Regions from separate parts of the Anas platyrhynchos genome. Here region 1 is linked to region 2. Evidence: chromatin contacts called from public Hi-C data. All regions are on one chromosome and are shown on one strand. Each heading gives the region's core, a stretch centred on a gene start, on an enhancer-like site or on the middle of the called end of the contact. The rest is flanking DNA. Distances are from core to core; before and after follow the strand shown. Region 1 overlaps USP15 (ubiquitin specific peptidase 15). Region 2 holds the start of TAFA2 (TAFA chemokine like family member 2).

What was found. A called contact is a pair of places that touch in the nucleus more often than the background predicts.
Region 1: a contact with region 2 is called in a Hi-C map of subcutaneous adipose tissue, with 2.5 times the contacts expected there. The contact joins the enhancer-like site here to the promoter of TAFA2 in region 2. A contact is called at or near these places in 3 of 8 Hi-C or Micro-C datasets (liver, skeletal muscle and subcutaneous adipose tissue).

Annotation. Positions count from the first base shown.
Region 1 is chr1:34,979,437-34,984,325 of IASCAAS_PekinDuck_T2T, forward strand. All of the region lies in intron 7 of USP15 (ubiquitin specific peptidase 15), which reads left to right. Among named protein-coding and RNA genes, the nearest start is that of MON2, 33 kb to the right of the region's middle. Within about 2 kb of position 2,180, at least 2 of the 8 cell types and tissues checked have an H3K27ac peak or open chromatin away from gene starts, as enhancers often do. A contact at or near this core is called in subcutaneous adipose tissue, where this site is marked.
Region 2 is chr1:34,903,679-34,908,446 of IASCAAS_PekinDuck_T2T, forward strand. It overlaps TAFA2 (TAFA chemokine like family member 2), which reads right to left and starts at 3,171. Exons shown (of 8, transcript XM_027456517.3): 1 at 2,397-3,171.

The sequences.
Region 1 (4,889 bases), core at 930-3,429, 75 kb after region 2:
AGGGACCTCCACGGTTTATATAAATGTGCCGAAAAGCAGCTCATGAAGTTCAGCAAGGAGAAGTGTGAAGTCCTGCATGTGGGCAGGAAAAGCCCCAGACATCAGTAATTGTTTGGGGCTACACTTGTCAATGTGTATAAATACCTGAAGGGAGGATGCAGAGAAGTCAGAACCAGTGGTGCCCAGTGCTGAGACAAGAGGCAGTGGGAACAAACTGGAAAACAGGAGGTTCTGTCTAAACATCAGAAAGCACTTATTTACTGTGCAAGTGACTGAGCACTGGCACAGGCTGCCCAGAGAGGCTGTAGAGCCTCCTCCTTGGAGCTCTTCAAAAGCCACCTGGAAGTGGTCCTGGGCAGCCTGCTCTGGGTGTCCTTGCAGGGTATTGGACCAGATGAGCTCTAGAGGTACCTGCCAACCTCAACCCTTCTGTGATTCTATGAATAAAATTCTATATGTAACCTCTCTTGATTATTGAATTGCATCATCATACTACTTACTTTAAAGTAAAAAATTAAGAATATGTTTTTGTGTCTAGTGAGTGAGCCAGAATCAACTTAGAGGCTTCAGAATATTCTTAGTACGTAGCAAAACATTTTTTTAATGAAAGTTTACTTCTCTATCAGGCTAGACTGATTAAAAACAAAGCTAATTTTGATTGTAATTTGAATTTGTATACATGTAGATATAAAAACTTTGAGGTGAGAATGATTAGCATGGGTTGTTGTGCTTAGGTATCTTATTCAGCTTATTACACTTTACATCAGCATCCCACTGTGTTAACAGGATTTCGAAAATACGTTCTGATGTTTACATTCCAAAACAAGCCAGCCTTCGTTGCTTTTCAGTTCTATCCAAAGAATTGAGTGTTTAAATAAGAATTATAAGAAACTGTAGTGTAAGTGAATAAACAGAATTTTGCTGATTCACAAGACAGTGCCATGGTAAGAAAATTAAAAGGACTCGTGTTTTTTGAGCAATGCAGCTTTTAGTTTGGCTTGCTACCATTCATTTGTCCTTGGCAGTACATTTATTTCAAATGCATTACTCGGCAGCTTTCTTTGCAAGGAAGTGTGACGTATCTTTCAGTTCTATCTACTATATCTCTCAAGGAAAGGATTTTTCAGAGTTTAATGTTATCCAAGAAATCCATGAAAATGCTTTTTATTGGGAGTATGACATGTTATTAACACGCTGCAGTTTCATACACTGCAAAGTCTGCTGTCTTTTTCCTTTTGCAACCACTTAAATTTTGCATTTTTTCCAATTATGTTTTCAGTTACACAGAAACCGTAGATTTTCCCGTGTTAATTTGCCATTACTTCTATCTTCTACTGTTAATGGGTTAACATTTGTTTATTCGGGCTAAAGGTATTTAGTGCTTGCTTAGTAATGTGTAATGCCTATGGCCAAAGCACTGTGAACACATTTGATCTTGGAAGCAAAGAGGGGATGGGCTCAAAGAGGGGGTGTGTTGATTGGAAACGAGGGAATTGTGCTTGGGAATATTGGATGCTGTAGTCTTTGATCTGGATGATGGAGTGTGCTGTATTTGTTGAGATGTGATACAAAACCGGTAGTAGAGGCTGACACACCAGATGGGTGTGCTGCCATTCAGAGGGATGGAGAAATGGGCAGACAGGAGCCTCCTCAAGTTTCATACAAGGAAATGCAAAGTCATGCATGTGGCAAGGAATAACCTCGGCACCAGTACATGCTGAGAGAGGAACGGAGGCCCACCATCTGGAAAGCAGCTTGGCAGGGAAGCACCTAGGGTCCTGTTTAACAAAAATCCAAGCATGAGCCAGCAATGTGCCCTTGGGGCAAAGGAGCCCACTGACCTCCTGTGCTGTATTAGGAGGAGCACTGCCAGGAGGTCGAGGGAGGTGAGCCTTGTCCTCTTCTCAGCACTTTGCCCTGACGAGACACACCTGGAGTGCTGGGTTCAGTTCTGGGCTCCCCAGTACAGGAGAGACCTGGGCATACTGGAGCAATTGAAAGGTGACAAAAGATGATTAAGGAACTGGTTAACTCTGTCATTAAATAGTTTGATGTAGAGTTTTAAGTGCTGGAATAATTTCCAGTTACATTCATGTATGTTCTGTTGCAAAAGCTCTGTCTTGATCCCTTCCATTCAGTCGGCGCTGAAGTATATCCAGTGTAGCTTCCTTGAACAGAAACAGTTTATCCACTTCTGCTGATTCCCACTTTTTTCTGCTCTTCATTCTATCCGCCCAGCACTGAGAATGTATTTTCTGAAGTATTGCTGTGCTGCCACCTGTGGATCTTTCCTAAGTATTGCTTTGCCCTATTGTGTGATAATAGCATTAAGATCTCAGTGGGTAAAGTTTTTTTTCTTTTGCTGTGAAAACCTGAGAATTCCCAGTTTACATTTTGTGAAGCAAAAACAGGAGAAGAATTAAAGTATTTTTGTAAACAAAAACACTTTATAAGTTTATATATATATTTATTTATTTATTTTTGCCATCACTATGATTATGCATACTTTTAAACAGCAGCTGTTGAGAATTTTGAAATGAAGTATTTCAGGAAATTTCTTTCTTCAGAAAGCTGAAAGGCATTCCTTCTAAGGTTGGTTCATAGAATGGCTTGGGTTAGAAGGGACCTTAAAGATCACCTAGTTCCAAGCCCTGCCATAACCAAGGGCACCACCCACTAGATCAGGTTGCCCAAAGCCCCATCCAACCTGGCCTTGAACACCTCCAGAGATAGGGCATCCACAGCTTCTCTGGACAGCCTGTTCCATTGCCTGACCACCTTACAAGTGGAGTTTCCTCTTAACCTCTAATCCTAAATCTCCTGTTTCAGTTTAAAACTGTTCCCCCTTGTCCTGTCTTTATCTCATTGAGGAAAAGAGTCGCTCTTTTTTATAAGCCTCCTATAAGTACTGAAAAGCCACAATGAGGTCACCCCAGAGCCTGCTCTTCTTTAGGCTGAACAGCCCCAGCTCTTTCAGCCTTTCTTCGTAGGAGAGGTGCTCCAGCCTTCTGATTATCAATGTTACAGCAATGATTTTATCCAAACAAAACAATGCTTTTCACCAAAACGTGAAATGAGTACGTTTTTATTGTTCTGTCTCAGTTGCCATAGGCATACAGACTCTGGGTTAAAGAGTGCATTAGCTGAATGTTTTTGTCACCACATCTGATACTAAGCTCTTCAGACAAAAGTAGGACAGACAGGTGTAAAGTAATTCACCTTTTCTTCTACAACTGGGATCTCTTTTTCAGTCAGTCAGCTCTTGGTCTCATATTAGGCAACTGAAATAGGAAATTTTAGTGTCCCTTGTGTAAAACTTGTATTAAGTAGGGCAGCTCAAGAAGCATGATACCTATATGAATACCCAATGTTTAGCTTAATTTCATGATCTCATTGTCTCCTCATTTCCACAGTTTACTGGCATAATAGGTAATTTGCTTTGAAGTTTTATTATCACTCCCATATAATATCCCCTCTGAGATGTGAATAAGTATTTCCTGGTTACCTTAGTATCATAGGATAATGCAGATTAGAAGGGACTTTAGGAGGACACTGGTGCAACCTCCAGCACAAAGGAAGGTCAGATTTGAGGTCAGAGTGTTACCAAAGGTTTTACCTGGTTGGGTTCTGAAAACCTCCAAGAAGGGAGGCTGCACAACTTCTCTGGGCAACTGGCTCCACTGTTTACTGTCCACATGGTGAAAACTTCTTACCTTACATTGAAAAAAGAGACACTGAGGATCTAAGCCCATTGCTTATTGTCCTCCCACTATTTAACACTGTGAGGAGCCTGGTTCCATCTTCGCGTTAGCCTCTCTGTAGGTACTGGGAGGTTGCTGTTGGGTCCCCCTGAAACAGTTTCTTCTCCAAGCTGAACAAGCCTTGATGCTTCAGCATCTCCCCACAGGGCAAGTGCTCTAGCCCCACTGACCGTCATGGTGGCTCTCTTTCTTCATACATTTTCCTTTTTTATCAGTTAAACAATCAGGTCCTTGCAAGTGTAAGAGTGTTCCAGTATTTAAGGTATGGTTTTAGAGCAGGATAGCTTGACTTTTTAGTTTCAACCCATGTGGAAGTTTGGACGGACATGGATGACAGGTAGAATCACTAACAAGATAATAGTTTAGTGTTGGAATTAAAATATTCCAGTGAGACTACAGAAATAATATGCATTGGGCTTACATGGCAGGGTTTTGTTAGTGGTGGGCTGCAGGGCTGGCCTTTGTGAGAAGAGTCAATCAGTTGCCCCATAAAGGCATCATAGTAAGAGCCAGTTTCTGGCCAGTTTCTGCTGCATGTGGGCAGCCCCCGCAAGCTCAGGTTGGGAAGGACGGCATCCTGTGGGAGGGACCCCACAGGGAGCAAGGGCAGAGAGGGACTGTGAAGGAGTGGCAGAGATGAAGTGTAGAGACTTTACCACAGCCCCCATTCCCTGGTCCCCTGCGGTGCCGGGGAAGAGGAGGTAAAATAGGGTAGATGGGGGAAGGTGTTTTTAGTTTGCTTTTAGTTCTTCACTGCTCTAGCTTGTTAGTAAGAGGTAATAAATTACATTAGCCTCCTTGTGCTGAGTCTGTTTTGCCTGTGACAATAATTGTTGAACTGTCTTTATCTCAAGTTCTTTTCATCACATTGTCTCCCCCGTTCCTTTTGAGGAGGGGGAGTGAGAGAGCAATTGTGGTGGAGCTCAGCTGCCCAGCTGGGTAAAACCACCACAGTAAAGCACTAAAAATAATCTTTATTGTTCAGCTTCCTGTGCTTCTTAATGCTTCCCACACACTGCCAGTTACACCTGTGCTTTCTAAACAGCAGACTCTGTATGTCTTTATAAATTTTTAGCTCTCCTTTTTGACTCAGTAATTTAGAGTATTTATGGGCTGTTCCTGTGCACG
Region 2 (4,768 bases), core at 1,921-4,420:
GCAGAATAATGTGACTTAATGAAGCATCTCTAATAAAATACTGCAGAAGTTAAAACAGGGACATAGAACTGCCTGCTCACTGATAGTTGTACTATTCAGAACAGTTTTTCAAGATGGTGATCACCTTTTTGTGTAGATGTACAGTATTAGGTAATGTGATTTTTCTGCCTTGCAAAGTCAGTGATTTCCTTTAACATGATAACTATTTAGCATTTTTCTATTACTTATTTATAGTAAGTAAAACATATGATATAATTAATGCAATATATTGCTAATACACTATTTATGCCTCACACAGGTTGGCAAACAGTAATACAGCCTGCAATAAATTTGAGTGCAAAGATGTTCAGATCTAAAAAATTCCATAGTATGTTTTGCTCATCAGAAACACAGAACCTGCATTTGTAAAGAGGTCCTTTATCAAGCCTGTCATCACCTGTGATGAAATTACGGAACTTCTTGGCTGCTGCATGTTTTTCTGCTGTCACAATTCAGTGTAAAGTATTATTTGCTTTATGTAAATCTAGACGGGGTTCAATGAATCATCACTTTGCAAGTTGCCAGTAAAGCAATCACCAATACCCATCTGTAGACACATCCACTTACTTCCGCACAGAACTAGTTATTCATGTATTCCCCACCAGAATTCTCAAGTGCATCACAAGCACCTACATGAGATCTCTCTGCTCATAGGAAGAGAAGGAGGAAAAGGTTACTTGGTCTCATATCTGGTATGATAAAAGACACTGCCACATTAGACGTCATTCTCTGATTAAAACCGTCTGACAGGAATCAAGATTTTATCTCAAAGTCACCCACTACCAGTAGCATATCTAAAATTAATACCACATTTTTGAAAGCCCCCTTCTGTTCAGACAACATGTGGAAACACTGAATAGTAATCCTGATCTGCAATTAACTAATTGAGCCAAGCTTTCCACTAAAATTGTGGTACTTGTATAGTTTATAACAGTAGCAGTACTGTAGTTTGGGGAATCAGGACTTTATGAAACCAAAAAACACATAGCTTTCAATATTGCCTCAGCAGTATCAGCTCCCCAAAATAATTTTTTCATAATGAAATTTATATGAATTACTTTACTACTTTTAATTACGCACAAAATAAATTAGAGACATCAATATGAAATGACTGTGCAATTACTGAGAAAAAGTGTAAGAGATGTAACCCTTGCAACCCCTGATAAAAACGCCTCTTTCCCAACTTCAGTTCAGCTATATTCACAGTACCATTGAACTGCTCGTTTTTAGTGCGTACCTTATGCTACAGAAAATAATTTTAATTTATCAATTTGACATCACTTAGGTCAGCCCATAAAGCAGCTTTGAAGTGTTAAACATATAGCAGGCTGAATGCTAATGTCTGAAGCCACTTGGTAAGACAGAGAAACCAGATAACAATTATCATTTAGTCAATAGTCATTTAAATGTATCCAGTGCTGCGAGAAGACCCTAAGACCCCGAATGCTTTATGGGGCTTCCAGGGATAGGGGCTGAGTATGTTTATTATTCAAATTGGCTGTTCTTCAAGAGTCAAAGCCCCGTTCCTTAAATACAGAGCTGGAGCCTGCTGGGGGGGACACTGGTGGCAGTGAAGTGCTTCGTGCCTTAAAAAAATACTGACAATCTCCGAGCAAAAGCTGGAAAGAGACAACTGTAAGTACACATACAATTTCAAGTGCTTCAAGCAATGATTTTAACTCCTGGTAAGAATGAACCACACAGCAGGGACATGAATGGCAACTCCTAACCAGGCAGTGCAAGCTAGTGCTTTTTATCCTTTGCCCAGATAACGGGGTGTCCGATCCTACAGTTCAAGGGAACAAAGCGGGTTATTTTAAAACTCACTCTTGCAAAGCTATAAATGGCAGGGAGCAAGGGAAGAGCCTTTCCACTGCAGAATACCGAACCTGTGGTGTATTTAGGAGGCAAATGAGTTCCCTGAAATGGAAAGAAAGCCACGCAGAGGGGCTGCATGCCCTACACACCACAAGTTGGGGAGCGCTACACACGGAAAGGGAGTCAAGACCCATCTCTTGATCGCTCCTGTTTTAAAGGATTCTCAAGGCGACTCCACGCTCTTTTAACCCCTGTCTGGAGCCGTCCGACAAAGCGTCCGGTCTCTGAAACCCCAAGTCCCCGGGGGCGCAGCGAGTGAGCGCCCACCCTTCCCTCACGAGCAGCGGGGCTGACAGACCCCTGGGTCCCCCAGCCCCCGCGGGTGAGGTACTTGGCCCGAATAAGAAGACCCCAAAGGATGAGGGAAAAAAAAAATAAATAAAAATAAAATAAAAATAAAACGCGGTGGGAGGGCGGCAGCTGACCCCCTCAGCCGGCCTCCCGCAACTTTGGGGCCCCACGGTGGTCGGCTCACCTACCTGCAGCCCCGCTCCGAGCTGGCAGCACCCCGCGAGCGGCCGCCTCCCGGCGAGGGGGAGCCCCGGCCTCACCGCCCCGGCATCGCCGGCGCCCGGGGGCATGGAGCGGCGCCGCGCCCGCCTCGGCTCCCCTTGGCTCGGCTCGGCACGGCTCGGCACGGCACGGCACGGAGGGGAAAGGCAGGCAGGCAGGCGGCCGTCGGTGCCCGGCTGTCCCCCGGCTGTCGGGGAACGGAGCGGGAATCCGGCTGGGAGGATGCGGGAGGGAAGGCGAAGTGCGTGGGGAGGGAGGGGAGACCCGAAGTGGCTCGGAGTATTTAAAAAAATAATAATAATAATAAAATAATCAAAACACGGAGAGGAGGAGGAGAAGTAGGGGCTGGCTGTGGGGCGAGGAAGTCCTGCAGCCTGGTGCGGCTCCGGCCCCTCCGCCAGCTGCGTGCGGTCCCGATTCAGCCCCGGCGGCGGAGGACGGGAGGAAAACCCGCGGCGTCCTGCAGCAATCCCTCCGTTCCCGCGGCTCTGATTGGCCTGCCTTCCCCACACGGCTCGCCTTCCCCTCCTGCTGCCTCCTTCTCCCTCTTGGGAAAAGTAATTGGAGAGCCGGAGCTTCACCTTCAGCACCAGCAGCAGCAGCAGCAGCTCCGCGCAGGGGCCGCCCAGCCGGGGGGCGGAGGGGGAGCCCGCCCTGCTCCTGCTCCTGCTCCTGCTCCTGCTCCTGCTCCTTCCCCTTCTCCTTTCTCCGCTCGTCGCCCCCCTGCCGAGCCCGCTTGGAGAGGGTCTGGCAGGCTGCGGGGCTCCGGCCGCCTGCCGCCCGCCCCCACGGCTCGGCTGGGCTCGGCACGGCTCTCCCTCCCCTCCCGTGCCCACCCTTCCCTTGCCGGGCAGCGGGCGGGGGGCTGCCAAGTTTCGGCACACACACACGTGGGAGGCGGCGGGGAGAAGAGGGGCACCCCCGCACCTCCCCCGGGACCGCCGCGATGGGGACACGGGGACGGGACGGGCAGGGGGGAGCCCGACGGCTCCCCCGGGGCGCGGGGCAGGGGTCGCGGCGGCTGGGGCAGGGGCAGGGGCAGGGTAGGGGCAGGAGGGACGCGGCGGCGCCGGCAGCCAAAAGCTGGACTGTGTCTCCCTCCAGAGGGAGAAGGGAGGCACTCCCGGCAGCGGGGAAGCCCGCTTTCCCCCGGCGGTGCCTGCCCGTGGGCTCCCGGGCTGGCTCCGTGCTGCCGGGCTTGGGGGGGTTTTAGGGGAATTTGTTAGGGGTCAGAGCCTGAAGGGCTCTTCTCCTCCTGCCCAAAGCCGGGAGAGCCCAGCGGTGGCTCGCCACGGCTGCTGATGGATGGGGGAAATGGTGGTGGCTGAGGATAAGTGAAAGCGCAGCTTGCTCCTTTACTGCAGCGTGGTTTGAGCCGTCTGAAGGGGGATGCAGAGAAGTGGAGGGGAGGGGGCCAGAGGTGGGCAGAAAGGGCCCTCAGTCATTCCAGTGATATCAAACAGAGGGCCAAAGTCTTGCTGTTCTCCCAGAATGCTTGTCCATTCCTAGGTTAAAATGGGAATGAATGCATGTTGGATTAAGTAGTGCTGATATACTTAATTATCCATCGTCTTTATATACATGTATATATTGTAATTTGCATAAGCATATTTTTCAGAAAAGAAGCCTTTGTTGAGCCTTTAGCTGTCATCCCGTCTTGTATGATGCTGATGGTCAACTCTGAGAAATGGAAGAGGGGAGTGAAACACTCTCCTGATTGTTATTCTTCACGCTAGAGTTTTTCTGTGTGAGTAAAGATCTGCAGAATGTTTGATTTTCTTTTTTTTTTTTTTCAAAGCAAATACAGACCTAAAGGTCCATGCAATCAGAAAGAAAAGTCAAAATAAAGAAAGAGTAAGGATGTTGACTACCTGGCACACAAGTAGGACAAAATACAGAGGCTGGTGTGGGAAAGGTTGCCTGGAAAATAACCTGGTGTGTGGTTGTCACAAACACTCTTGCAGCAGGCACTGCAGTACACATGCCTGGGTGTGTACTGGAGCCAAATTAAAAGCCTGTTTGGTTATAAAGATAAATGTGGTCTTACCTCATTCATTAGAAGCTGATACAATAACATCACACTTTCCCTAGTCAGTGGCTGTGTTTCTGCAATCACAAGCAGCTAAAACAACACAGAAGGAACTGAAACCAGATATGCAATTAGCAACGTAATTTCAGTATGTTGAGATAGACCAAAAATAATGTGAATCCACTGGGGCCAGATGCTCCTGTCCCACAAGTGCAAAATAACGGAGGACCCTGAATATGTAATAGAATAGGGTAGCTTTTACTGTCGCATGGGTCAATGTAGGGCCACAAACACTGTTACTAGATTAAA